Regions from separate parts of the Sus scrofa genome. Here region 1 is linked to region 2. A link is a contact called in public Hi-C data. All regions are on one chromosome and are shown on one strand. Each heading gives the region's core, a stretch centred on a gene start, on an enhancer-like site or on the middle of the called end of the contact. The rest is flanking DNA. Distances are from core to core; before and after follow the strand shown. Region 1 has its middle 14 kb from the start of CRYGN. Region 2 holds the start of GALNTL5 (inactive polypeptide N-acetylgalactosaminyltransferase-like protein 5).

Region 1 (7,035 bases), core at 726-3,225, 350 kb before region 2:
GCAGAGTGGCCTCCATCCAGCAGTGTCACCTTGCACTCGTCAGAAATGCAGGATCTAGGTCTCCACGGCAGACCCACTGAGTCTGAACCTGCGTGAAGCAACCCCACCTCCACCCTGAGGGATCACGCACTCGTGCGTGTACACGTGTGTATGCAGTCATGGATGTGACACCTCTGGGGACCGTGGTCCACTCTTAGAAAGCTTGTGTTCCAGTCTTGCTTCTCACACACATGCGAGGTGGCCCTTTGCAGGTGTCACAGAAGGGCTGCTGTGTCCCCCAAGTTCATATGCTGAAATCCTACCCCCTAATGTGGGGGTGTTCAAAGGTGAGGTCTTTGGGGGTGCAAAGTCATGAGGGTGAAGCCTCACAAATGGGATAGTGCCTTATAGAGACCCAGAGAGCTCCCTGTCCTTCCTGCCACCCGAGGACCATGAGAGCCAGGAAGCAGGCCTCGCCCGACACCGTCTGCTGGTGCCCGGGTCTTGGGCTTCCCAGCCTCCAACGGTGAGAAATAAGCCTCTGTTGTTAAGGGTCCCCTGGTCTGTGGTGTTCTGTGAGCGTGGCCCGAGCGGACCAGGACAGCAGGTCACAGCTTCTCTAGGCATCAGCTTCCTGCTCTGCAAACTTGAGTTGTGGCCACGTGCCATTCAGGTTCATTTTTATTTGATGTTGGCTGAGCCCGAAGCATGAGGAAGTTCCTAGGCCGGGGATTGAACCTGCTCCATAGCAGTGACACCGCTGGATCCTTAACCCATGGAGCTACCAGGGAACTCTCCGTTTAGGTTCTGTATGCTTCCGATGACCAACTTGTTCTGTTTTGCCAGGAACCGTCTTAGTTTTCAGAGCGGAAAGTCCGACCTTGCAGGACCCCTGAGGGAGGCCATTAACAAGTATCACAAATGGGGCGGCTTAAAACAACAGAAAAGTGATCTCATTGTTGCAGAGGCCGGAAGTCCCAAATCCAGGGGTTGGCAGGCTTGGTCCCTCCCTGGAGGCTCAGAGGGGAATCTGTTCCATGTTCTCCAGCTGCTGGTGGTGGCTGGCAATCCTTGGCGTCCCATGGCACGGAGCTGCATCACACGTCTCTGCCTGTCTTCACAGGGCTCCTTCCTTATGCACATCTGAGTCCAAATTCCCTCTTTTTCTAAGGTCACTGGTCACTCCAGCCTGACCTCCATAATTCCACCTGCAAAGACCCTATTTCCAAATAGAGCCACCTTCGCAGGGGCTGGGGATCAGGACGACAACGCACTTTTTGGAGGACAGCTTTCACCCTGTAAGAGGCCCCCACGTCCCAGGCAAACCGGGGCAGTTGGTCACCCTACCCCCGCTGAGTCCTGTAGTGACGTAGCTCCCACTCATGATACTCAGGTACCATCACTTAAGTCAGTGGTTGCGAAAATGTGGTTCCTGAACTACCACCAGCCGCAGCCGCCCTGGAACTTGCCAGAAATCGAGACGTCTTTGCAGAATCAGAAACTCTGGGGGCGAGCACCCCACCCCACCCCCACCCCGGCTGTTCTCCCCAGCCCCCCAGGCTCTGGAGCTTGTCAGAGTTTTGAGAACCAGCGGCCGGCAGATGAGCCACCCCTGCAGGCATCGCGGGGGAGTCGGTGGCCAACTTGGAGCTGCTCCCACCATTTTACAACTTCACTCGATGCTCCAGTTACAGGCACAGAAAAAGTGGTGCCTCTGAATGATGTCTGCTGTGGGATAATAAAAATCCACACGTCAGAGCCGAGGAATGTAACCTTTCCAGCTGCACCAGCTGTCAACACCAGGCTGGCCCTCTGCTTAAGCCTTTTAGGGTAAAGTTCAGGACATGTCAACCTCATGGCCATACCACACACCAAAGCCAGAGATTACCGTGTGGCTGGACTTGGATTCTTTGCTGATCTGATAAAGATGGGAGCAGGGGAGGGATTACAAGAGAACACCAGGAGCCAGCAGCTCACGCAGAAGGCGGCTCTCCCTGTGGGAGCAGGGCTGTTTGGTTTTTGGAAGTAATAAAGCAAAGCTCTGCCCGGGCCTTTCTTGAGCAGCAGCAAGAACTGGGTGAAAGGGCTTGATGGCCAAGGTCATAGTACTTCCAGAAGCCTCTGCTCTTTGAGAAAATGTGTACCTTAAAAGGACAGGCCAGGAGTCCCCTGGTGGCTCAGTGCGATAAGGATCTGGTGCCATCCCTGCTGCAGTGCGAGTTTGTTGGGTGGGTTCAACCCCTAGCCTGAGACCTTGTGTATGCTGTGGGCGAGGATAAGAAACAGAAAGAAGGGATAAGCCAAGGCCATTTTCTAGGCTGTCATGGGACATGGGTGCTAGAGGGGACTTCGAGTGTGAGGTGTCCCCGAGGAAGGACCGAGGTCCCTGCTCAGTCCAAGGGGACAAGCTGTCTGCCCTGTGATGTGTACACGGCTTTGGAACCGGCTAGGGTTTTCACACTAGGGGCCATTACGACGATCCCTGGCCAAGGGAGTTTTCTAGATAAAGGAATCAAGACCAGAGGCTCTAAGGGAGGGGCCCGAGGACACACATTAGCTGCGGCCTTGGGATCACAACTGCTAGGTTCCGAGTCTTAGTCTGCTGTTCCACCTGGGCTTCCCCGTGGGTACTGGGGGTCAGACTCACGGCTGTGTTCACACGTGGTGTCCTGCAAACAATGGTGAACTAGGTGCTTGGGGCTCCCTCTGGAAACAGGTGCCTCCTCTGAAAACGGATGCTCTTGGCCCCTCCACATCTCCGCAGCCCTGACTTCAGAGCAGGCTTCCCTGGCCATCCTAGGAAGCTGTCAACGGTACGGAAAGGCAAGGATGGTAACACAGACATTCTACTCAACGTAAAGAGCTTTTTTTTGCTTCAGGTAAAACTTTCCCCCGTTGGGGAGGCGAAGGAGCAAACGGCGGGGCATCTTCTGAGACTGCCCCTGAGGGCATCCTGGTTTTCTGCTGGCACAGCCGTGGTGGCGGCCTCTGTTATCTGCACAACAGTCTCGGTGACCTGGGGTAATGAGGGCGCCCGGAGGCCTCCTGCCTGCGTGCCTCTCCCCCGGGAGCCGGAGCTATTTCTCAGGAGTCCAGACTTCTCCAGGGCTTGTTAAACCTTGTTTCCATTTAGACGAAGATCTAAAAGGCAGTGGCATCTTCTGGGTCCTTGGACTTCCTGTTAACCAGGAGTCTGGAGGCCGAGGCTGACGATGCTAACGGCCACCAGGTGGTACTGCGCCTTCCTTGTTATGAGCCGATGAGGGGGGACCCAAGGTTCGACAAAGGCCATCCCAGGGCAGCGTGTGGCTGGTGAGTGGTTTTAGCCCCGTGGCAGCGGACACAGGTCCGATTCCAAGGAAGCTGCCTAGAGGCCACCCCTCGGAAGGGCTCCGATTAGCATCCATTCAACAGCTACTGCACAGGCCCTGGAGGGTCACCGCTGTCTCCAGCCGGGGCTCAGAAGTGTCATAACCTGCAGAGCCTGGCAGTTCCCTGGAAAACCCCACCCACAAGGCTTATCTTTGTTTGCCCTGCCTTTCCCTGGCGGCGTTCGTCAAAAACAACCAGTGGTTGGGAGTTCCCGCTGTGGCGCAGCAGAAAGGAATCTGACTACGAATCATGAGGTTGCAAGTTCAAAACCTGGCCTCGCTCAGTGGGTTAAGGATCCGGTGTTGTTGTGAGCTGTGGTGTAGGTCACAGACATGGCTTGGATCCTGCATGGCTGTGGCTGGCAGCTATGGCTCCAATTGGACCCCTAGCCTGGGAACCTCCATATGCTGTGGGTGTGGCCCTAAAAAGCAAACAAACAAAAAAACAGTGATGATTTATTTGACAAACTAACAAAAAAGCTTTTTTCTAAAAAAAAGCAAAAACAAAAACAGAGCTGGAAAATGAGCTGCCTGGGGATTCGAGTTGGCACAATTCCTATTAAAGGATTTAAAGCAAGGGGGGTCACATAAAATAATTTATTTTAAACAAGCTGACTTGGGCTGCAGTGTAGATGGTTTGGAGGGCAGGCTTTTAAAAAGAGACTAGTATGCAGTGAAGACGGGGAAAGGTGGGCAACATATAAGATTTTTGAAGGCAAGGCCCTTAGAATTTGTTGGCTGGATGGGAAGAGGCACAAAGGCAAAGGGAGAGAAGAGCTCCTAGCTTTGGGACCGAGCAGGTAATGGTGCCATTTCTTGAAACAGGGGTCAGGGAGGCCATGGTTTTAGGGAAAATCAAGAATTCAATTTTGGGCATGATACACTTGAGATGCCTATGAGACATCGAAGACCAGATCAGCCCACAGGGGTCAGGGTGGGAGGAATGAATTTCGGTCAAGAAAGGAGAGAAGGAGGAAGGGCCCACTGACAGGTTAGGGAGGACGAAAGAGCCAAGGAGCCAAAGGCAGCCAGCGGGGAGCTGGGAGGCCCAGAGGGCAGAGACAGGCCTTTCGAAGGGAAGTCGCCAACAGTTGGCAACGCTGCTGGAGGGTCAAGAGACGGGGAAAGACCCACGGGATTAGTTGACAAGGTGACGAGCGATGACACGGTGGGGAGACACGAGACATGGCAGAGCGGAAAAGGCCGAGAATGAACGGGCAGTTTAGTTTCTGCAAAATCCCATCACACTCAGTTTAACTTGTCAGGCAACTTTCGAGTCTGTCTTGATTAGGAGCTGGATACACACCTTGTTTCGTATCTGCACGGACTGTACTTGAAGGAATCTAAGGCTGCCTATGTCCCACCAGGTGCCGAAGTGTGAGGAGAGGTCTTAGGAGTGATGAAATGCGGTGTCAAATACCATTCGGTCAAACCCAGCGGTTTCGAGAATTTCTTCAGAAGCTCAGGTGACACATCATTAGCAGGGTGGCGCAGGTGTCACAGGGGAGACGTGAAGCAAACCCGGACAGGAACTGCTGCTCACCGGCCATCACCACCTCCAGGTAACAGGCTCCTGTCACTGCAGGTCCCTGCTGCAACGCCACACGCGGAACACAGCCTAAGCTCAACCCGTCAAATAATCAAATCGACTGCCTTGTAAATGGGGTCACCATGCTGGGAGGCAGGACTGACCAAGTGTGGCAGTGAAGGGTCAAGGTGCGACGGCAGCTCTGCAGAGAGGAGTTCTGCTGTGTTCATGGCACTGGCAACAGGGTCCAGCACACAGCAGGTGCTGGGAAAATATCCGAGTGAATGGCTGAACTCTTCCATGTCAAGGAGCTCCAGCCCACCGCCAAAGCGGAGAGCCAGGCCTGGAGGACACCCCGTGAGAGCTGAACACCAGCTGCCGGTACCAATGCTGCTCCAAGATTCCAGTTACACAGATAACTTTACAGATGACAAAGGGTGCCTGTGTGAGCTGGATCCAGGTGTTAGGCGGTCCCATCCAGTGGACACTAACATATATTAGGCCTGTTAATAAATAATGATACCAGAGTTCCCGTCGTGGCGCAGTGGTTAACGAATCCGACTAGGAACCATGAGGTTGCGGGTTCGATCCCTCACCTTGCTCCATGGGTTAAGGATCTGGCATTGCCGTGAGCTGTGGTGTAGGTTGCAGATGAGGCTCGAATCCCACATTGCTGTGGCCCTGGTGTAGGCCAGTGGCCACAGCCCCGATCCAACCCCTAGCCTGGGAACCTCCATATGCCGCGGAAGCAGCCCTAGAAAAGGCAAAAAGAAAAAAAAAAAAAAAAAGTAATGATACCATATTGCTAATATTTATATTTTTTTGTCTTTTTGCCTTTTTCTGGGGCCACACCCGAGGCATGTGGAGGTTCCCAGGCTAGGGGTCGAATCGGAGCTGTAGCCCCTGGCCTAAGTCAGAGCCACAGCAACTCGGGATCCCAGCCGCATCTGCAACCTACACCACAGCTCATGGCAATGCTGGATTCTTAACCCACTGACCAAGGCCAGGGACCGAACCCGCAACCTCGTGGTTCCTAGTTGGATTCGTTAACCACCGAGCCATGACGGAACTCCTAAAATTTATTTTTATTTAAAGAGCGGGGAAAGAGTGGGTGGAGGTTTTCTAAGGCTCAAATTTCACTCTGGAATAATGAGACAAAAACACTTTAAAGATCCCAAATAATGGCATATTCTAAAAATAGGATTTTCGATTAAAAAAATCAGTTACTAAGCAAAATTATATTTTATCAATAGAGTAAATAACATTTCCTTAAATGGCCCTGCAAAATTTTAACTGGGATGGGGCATCATTGAAGAAACACTGCTCCGAGTTCTCTTGTGATGCAGAGGGTTAAGGATCTGGTGCTGTCACTGCACTGGCTCAGGTCACCGCTGTGACACGGGCTTGCTCCCTGGCTTGAGAACGTTCACATGCTGCAGGCAGGGTCATAAAAACAAATCAAAACACACGGCTCAACTTGAACTGACCTCACCTTGAGGTGACACCCACAGGCAATTTAAATCCTGTTTCTCCTTCAAAGCTGCTCCCAGCAGAGCGGGAGGTGCGTGGTCTGGGTCAGAGGGGGTTCCTGAAGGCAGACCTGGAACACTTACTGGGCAACCTTCCCGACCCTTTCAACCCCTGGAGGTGTGGGGGGGATGACAGGCCAATCTATTTTCTAGGTCGGATCCCGTCTGCAGCGGACACCACGCCATTAGCACAAGGAGGACGGTGAGTGTCTCTTCAAGCCTCCTTTCTTCAGGGAGCCTGACAGACAAGCAGGAGGGTGACCAGAGGGCTCCAAGTAAGCCCCAGCCCTACCGGCACGAGGAGCCCGGCCAAGCCGGGGCCCTTGAGGGTGGAGGGGGGCGCTCCCCTCATAGCCCCCCATCCCCAGGCCACTCGACTTCGCTGACAGAGACCCGCCCAGACCCAGGCACTCTGACCCACCGCCATGTGAGGGCCCTGCTCGCCTCTACCTGTGGCCACGTCCCCCACCAGTTCCTGGAACCTTCTTGAACTGGGAAAGAAGCCCTCAGGTGGACAGGTTTTCTTCCTTAAAAGCCACACTGAGGAGTTCCCGTCGTGGCGCAGTGGTTAATGAATCTGACTAGGAACCATGAGGTTGCGGGTTCGGTCCCTGCCCTTGCTCAGTGG
Region 2 (7,084 bases), core at 3,446-5,945:
CCCTGGTTCTGTTTATGCACCAGACATGGGGTGGAGACTGAGTCCAACCGGGTCCCCAAAAGGGACACCATCCAATTCAGTAAAAAGACAAGCTGCTTGGACACTAGAGGTGCCAAGAAGCCTCATCCCTGAGTGCCACTGGATGCTACCCAATGATCCCACCCACGAGACCGCCACGTCTGCCTCAGAATCAAGAATGTCCTGGGAAATGGCTGCTCTCTGCCCAAATCCACCACGGCTGCGGCTGACGCACCATCTTCCCCCAAGATCCGGCCCCTTACACCGAACATCTTGCAACCATAAGGTCAACGCAATTGCCGTCTCCCTTGCCATTGACCAGACAGCAAGGCTCTCCCATCTCTCATCTTGCTTCATTTGTTTTCTCTTATCAAGACTGTAGCTCAACCCCTCAAACCCTTCTCTCTGGGTATTTATCATAGCATTTGATCGGTTTCCTTGACACCAGCCCCTCTTTCTAGGAACCCCCTCTGCACGCTGCAACCAGGCTAGTTCTCCCAAAGCGTTGCCTGCCGTAACCTTTAATTGCTACTTGGTTTATTTATTTATTCATTTTTATGATGGGACCTGTGACATAGGGAAGGTCCCAGGCCAGGGACTGAATCCGAGACGAAGCTGTGACTGACAGCTGTGGCAATGCCAGATCCTTTAAGCCACTGCGCCGGGCCGGGGATCAAACCCACGCCTCTGCAGTGGCCTGAGCTGCTGCAATCAGATTCTTAACCCACTGCGCCACAGCAGGGATTCCTGCTCCCTAGTTTAGATTCCTGCCCCAACAATGACTTAGGTTTAGGAGTTTATCTCTTCCAGCCCAGCCTGCACTCGGGCTGAGCCAACTGCCGCTACTCAGGAGGTTGCCTTCAGGAGAGAGAAAGAGGCAGTGGGAAGCTGTGGGGAGGAGCGGAGCTGTCCAGCAAGGCTGTGGTGCACTCTGGATGGGCTCAGGTCACACCAGGCATCTGAGGCAGCGTCTCAGTGGCATCAGGGGTCAGTCCTCACTCCCCGGGCCTCCCTTCCAGAGAGGGCTATCAGAGATCAGGATGCTCAGGTAACTTGGGATTTCAGATGACGATGGATAATTTTTTTTAGTATAAGTTTATCCCAAATGGTACCTGGGATATTCATATACTAAAAAGGTGTTCACTGTTTCTTTAAAAGTCTAATTTAACTGAACATTTAGTCTCTTGATTTGCTAAATCATGCACTCCAACCTCAAGCTTCTCCTTAATCTGGCCTCAATCCATTTCTGAGCAGCCTGATTCTCAAAGCCACGAATGATTCTCTCCACGAAGAGGGGCTTTTCATGGTACCTGGAAGCAGCCCTCCAAACAAATCCGTGACTCCATGCAGCGCTCAAGCTGGTGCCCTGGCAGGGTAACCCCCGACATGCCCCTAACATGCATCTGTCCTGCTGGCCACCTCTGCGTCTGATGTTTCTCTGAACACGCCAGGGCACCGGCCTCTCTCTGCTCTGGAAGCAGGTGCATCTGCACCGGTCATCCTGGGCCCCTGGCCATCTGCTAACAGCTGTCTGGAGGCCCTATGTCCCCAGCTAGAGTGTCACTCTCACCTAGTCCAGCACAAGGATCAACAGGTAAAATTCCTAGCTGGTTAGTGGAAAAACGTCTGGGTCCCCAAGCAAAGGCGAGCCCTGCCAGGGTAGAGACAGAGCCCCTCTCCTTCCCCCATCCCCGGATCTCACCATCAACCAGCGCTGCCCACGGGTCCTGGCATAAGTGAGCGAACAGTACTTTCTGTAAGGGCTGAATCATGCCAAGCAGGCGGTCTCAAGCAGCCCCGGTCATCCCTCGCAGCAGGAAGGCTGGTCAGAGCATTCAACTCTATCGTGGCTATTCCAGTTTCACAGCCTGGCCTCTCGGTCCTTCTTCGCGTTCTGGATCTAGTCCTCTAGCCCCACGCACTCCCCGTGGAACACGCCCCACACGCATGCGCCCGTGGGGACCGCCCTCACCAATCAACCTGATTACAATCTGGCCAGGACCGCAGAAACTGTTGTTTTCTTTTCTCTCTTCGCTTCGGTGCCCTGATGTAGATATAAGAGTCATACATGCACACAACACTTTGCATTAGTAAGAGCTTTCCCATGAATTCTTTTATTCCAACATCTCAGAAAGGTAGGCAAAGCCGAATTATTATTTGTCGACAAACAAGAGAAGCTGAGCGGTTAAATGGCTCGCCAAAGTGGCGACTGCAGAAGGGAGGTGTGTGGCACCAGTGCCTAACTGTTCATTTACGAATGAGCTTTAAAACGTCACAGATTAGCAACGTAAACAGGAATAACTCATTTTCAAAAAGAATGTTTATTCAGAGAAATGCTTATTTCTGCATATTTGGGTCATCACCTTGGTGGGGGTCCAGTCACCTGCTCCCTGAGCTTGCCCCTGCCAGGGAGGGCTGGCCACCTTCCCAACTTCTGGGTGCTCCCCAAAGTACCCATCAGAAGTCTGGGGCTCTGCTGGGAACTCTACCCTTCCTGGCAAGGATTATGCACACATGGCCTGGGAAGGAGGAGCTGGGTCAACAAACACGAACGAAGTGCCTAAGAGGGTTCACAGCAGAAAGTGGGAAAGTGTTCCGGAGCCAGTCCCCCACCCTGGGTCCGCCCGCTGCTGTCGGAGGGTGGGACGCGTGGCACACTTCCACCTGGTGCCCAGGACCCGTGATCAATAGAGGACAAAATTAGGTTCTCCACGGAGCTTTCGTGTGTGTGTGTGTGTGTGTGTGTGCACGCGCGCGCGCGCTGGGGGTGTGACCTGGTTAGGTGTTTCCCCAGGGCTGCGCAGCGAGCACCCCAGCACCGGAAGGCGAGGAAAGGTTGGGGGCTGCCGGCTGGCAAGGCGCAGGATGGGCATACGCGACCCTGCCCGCCTCTCCCTCCAGCTGGACAAAGTCAAGCTGCACGCAGACCAACAGATCGATGTCGCCAAAGTCCGGGCCGGGCTGCCCGCATGGCCAGGGCTGCAGTTCGTGAAGGCCCTGTACACCTTAGGGAGCCCCGAGCCCCCAAATGCCTGAAATGTACTCCCAGGGTCAAGCAAAGGGATTCGCTGCAGAGGGGCCTCCCGCTCCGGGCGGAGAGACACGGGAGGGAAACTGGGGGGGGGGCTCCATTTGAGGGCGCGGCTACACAGCCACCGCCCCCACCGCCCATGTCCCCACCCACTGCCCCCCTCCCCCTGTCCCTGGCTGCAGCGCGCGACTCCACCTCCCCTCCCCGGAGCGCAGTCCACACCGTCCTTTTTCAACAAAACAACACTGCACCGCCCCACCCCCCGCACCCGTACCCGGCGGGACCGCGGGCAACGCCCAGCCCGCCACCGGCCGCGCCCCCCGCCCTGCGCCCCGCGGCCCCCGCCCCCACTCCGGCCGTAGACAGTCGCCGAGCCCTCTAGGCACGCGGGTGGGGGAGAGATGGAGCCCCGGCACGGCGGCCCAGCGCCTCCACCCTTCCCCTAGCCGCCCCAAGTGACAGGAGGGGCACGCACAGCGCGCGCGGGCGGCGCATTAACCGCTTCCGCGCTGGGTCGGCGGCGACGCGAGGGTGGGGAGCAGGGGACTTTGGGGCTGGGACTCACCGGAATGTGCACTCGCAGCGAACGCCTCTTCTGGCTGGTATTTTTCTTGCTGCTGCTCCCGCCGCCGGGGCTGGAAACATCTTTCTTCTTCTTGGTGTCCATGGCCGCGCTTCCCATAACTTTAACCAGAAGTTAATTCCGGGTGACTCGTTGCTGAAATTCAGTCCTCTCCTTCCCAGCCTGGCTCCTGCCGTCGCCCTCGAGCCACGCGCTCTGTATCACTGCTCTTCCACCCTGAAGACACCGCGTGGGGACTTCCGCGGGAAGGGAAGGTGGTGCAGGTATCTCGGGCCGCCGCCACGCAGCGGGGGTGGCTATCGGCGGGAGCGCTGAGTTCACGTGTCCTCTTCCTCCTACGAGCTCATCGGATGCAAAATCAAAGCCAAAGGCTGTCCTGGTTCTGGGCTCTCGCCGGGTTACGCGTGGCGGAGGTCTCCCGCTGGGTGACAAAGTTTTCTTCCTTTTGCAAAGCGAAGCAACATTTTCCACCCTTTCGGCTCCTCCCACCGATTCCCAGAGGTGCTCTCAAAGGCAGGTGCAATTTAAAAACGGTAATCTGGAAAGCAGCCCTCCTCTGCCTGTGCCTGGCTGGAAAATCTGGCGAAGAGTGAGATGGTTTGTATATTCATATAATCCTCGGCCGCAGAATAAACCAGCCCCAGCCTGGAACTAGGTCCGTCCTCCTTTCTGGGCGAGAGGGAGGGAGGGAGGAGGGGAAGAGGAGGTGCAAACGCCAATACTCCTCGCAATTGGGCTCCCGCGCCGCCGCGAGCCGGAGTTCTGGAGGCCGCCCAGCTGGTCTGAGGGCGCGCGGGAGCCCCGTGGGGAGCCGAAGACAGGCGCCCGCTCTGTCCCCCCGCCGCGCCGCGGCCCCGGGGCCTGAGCGGTCAGAGAAGGGCCTGGCCTGGCACCGACGTAGGCTGGCGGAGCGCGGGGCGGTGGACGGCGGCGTGCATCGAACAGGAAGTGCACAGCCGGCCGCGCCGCTCTCCCGCTCCCCCCGCCGCCCCCGGGCCGCTGCGCGCCGTCGCCTGCCCCGCGGGCCGGGGCTCCCCTCCCTTGCGGCCGCGGCGGCGCGGGACTGGCTCGGAGGTGGTTGGGCCCCATCTGGTCCCCGGGTGTCTGTTTCTGCCTCACCCCCTGAAACACGCACGCGCGCACTGTGCTCCGCAGACCCCGCAGCGGCGGAAGCGCGGGTCTCGGCGGGATGAGCGCTGACCCGCGCGTGCTTCTCGGAAAACCTTGGCCCCCGGGGGCCCGCCCCGCCGGCGCGCGGACTTGAATGCGTGCTGGGAGCGGTCCGTGTCGCCGGCGGAGTGCGGGTTTTAACCCCACCGCCCCGTACCCCTCCCCGGCCGGCTTTTTTCACCAAGGGATCCGCGTTAAGCGCCGGGCGCGGAGTCAGCAACCCGCGCCGCCACGGGAAACACGGAGTTTCTAAGACTGAGAACCAAGTGGTGGGGGAGGGGCTGGAAACCCCGGGCGAGCCCCCACGTGCTGCCACCCGCTTAGCCGCCGAGTTGCCGGGGCCCCGCGGGGCGAGGCACCTCCCCGAGCCCAGGGCCCGTGGGGCGTTCTCCGGTGTCGCTGTGGCCTCCTTGGGCGGGTCCCAGGATGGGGCAACCCTGGCCCCCGGCTGGAAATCAAGGTGAGTGCTCTGTCGGGAGTCGCCTCCCTTCCTCCTCTAGGTTCTGAGGATAGGGTGACCCCCCCAAATCACTTGGGCGCCCTGAATGCTGATGTCAGCTCTGCTGCTGCCCATAATCAGTGATGCGGGGTGGCCACCCGAGAAAGAACGGGACACAGGTCGCTTTGGGAACGCCATGGGGGCGGTGAGAGGCTGGTCTTTGCCCCGGTCCAGTTGCGGGGATTCTCGAGTTCTCTCCTCCCGGGAGGAGGGGTGAGCCCCCTTCTGGCACGCTCCTTAGGCAGTGCCCCCTCCCAGCCAGAAGGAACCCTGGCTCAGCCATCATTCAGGTTTCCCTTTCTCACCGAGTCCCATCCGCTTGTGTACAGTTCCCTACAGTCTGGGTGGTGCCGTGGTTCAGAAGTCGGGGGGCGGGGGGGTTCTGGTGGGTTTGTCTTCCTTCTCCTCCCGGCTCCCCAGTCCACAGTGGAGCCAAACCGAAGCCCCTCCTTGTCCTGGAGCAGTGCTTTCTGGACTGAAAGTTGCGATGCTCTGGAGGAGCACACACAGGTGTGGAATTTCTCGCCTTGACCTTTTTCTGAATGGCTGCCTGCATTTCAGACTTCAGGGCAACCCCATTATTGCAGGAAATGCTGGAAACACTGGTTAGAGGTGGGGAAGAGTGGCTCTTCAGTCTATGTGATGGGGTTTAAAGGCCACCCTTTCCCACCCAAAGTGACTCTCCACTGTCATTTACATTTCATCTTTTCCGCTTAATATTTTAATCCTGTCACAATGATAATTTGCCAAAGCATGCAAATCACTCCATTTGCTGACAACTGCTTTGGGAAGGAGAGACAGAGAACTAGGAGGGGAAGTCAGGAGAGCCACGGGGAGGGCCCTCCTGGGACGGATTCAAAATGAGGAAGCCACTGTGTTATTTCTCATACTGGATTTCCTGAGGCCTGTCACGGTTCATGGGCCCTGTCTAGTGATGCTTAGAATATGTCCTTTGCCTGTTGATTTCAGAAAATATGCCTGATCATTCATTAATAGCATTCATTTGCTCTCTGAGTTTGAGTGCAGGCTTTACTGCCTGGGAATCCTAAATTAAAACATGTGACCATATTGCTTGCATTTTAAGAGTCCCTCTTCTGTTTGGTTTGGGTTTGGGTTGTGGTTGTTTTATTTATTTATTTATTTATTTATTTTGGCTCCCCATTTTTTTTTCTGAAATCTGGGTATTTCTTATAGATGATGTCAGAAGCAGCTCAGCAGCTATTTTTTTTTCCTTCTGAAAGATGTTAATGAATGGATCATATATCTTCCCATCAGTGGCATCTTAGAATGGAGGGCCATAGTGATTGTTTTGTATTGGGGTGCCCTTGAAACCCCATCTGTCCTTCACCTTGCTGCACGGTTATTTTAGCCAGTAGCTAAAAGTGGCACGCCCAGACCACAGGACTGTGTAATGAACGCTGATATTTCTTGTTTTTCGATGCCCTGATCTATGTATGACCCCTTCTGCAAAATTAATGCAATAGAATATTTGCTGAACAGAACAGAAAAATGTTAAAGGCAGTGTGACTGATTTTGCCTTTGGCCTCAAGCTCCAGTATTACTAAGCGAGCACTGTTACTGATCCTGTTTTATGTCAAGCTCTGATTTTTTTTTTTTTTCGGTATGAAGTTTACATATATAATTTTTTTCTAAAAAAATCAAGCATATGATCCTCTTATTGGGCCTCAAATATTTATGTGGTCGTCAGCATTTTCGAATGTCCTGGCAGTTGGGAAAGGAATACATCATTAATTCTGGTCAGTGAGTGAGTAGAATCAGTACC

Evidence for each region. Hi-C and Micro-C count contacts between places; a contact is called where the count stands out from the background.
Region 1: a contact with region 2 is called in a Hi-C map of subcutaneous adipose tissue, with 2.0 times the contacts expected there. The contact joins the enhancer-like site here to the promoter of GALNTL5 in region 2. A contact is called at or near these places in 1 of 5 promoter capture datasets (liver) and 1 of 47 Hi-C or Micro-C datasets (subcutaneous adipose tissue).

Annotation. Positions count from the first base shown.
Region 1 is chr18:5,822,476-5,829,510 of Sscrofa11.1, reverse strand. No RefSeq gene overlaps it. Among named protein-coding and RNA genes, the nearest start is that of CRYGN, 14 kb to the left of the region's middle. Within about 2 kb of position 1,975, at least 35 of the 83 cell types and tissues checked have an H3K27ac peak or open chromatin away from gene starts, as enhancers often do. A contact at or near this core is called in subcutaneous adipose tissue, where this site is marked.
Region 2 is chr18:5,472,575-5,479,658 of Sscrofa11.1, reverse strand. It overlaps GALNTL5 (inactive polypeptide N-acetylgalactosaminyltransferase-like protein 5), which reads left to right and starts at 4,695. Exons shown (of 11, transcript XM_021078626.1): 1 at 4,695-5,262. It overlaps PRKAG2 (5'-AMP-activated protein kinase subunit gamma-2), which reads right to left and starts at 4,577. Exons shown (of 16, transcript XM_021078611.1): 1 at 3,615-4,577. The coding sequence starts at 3,731.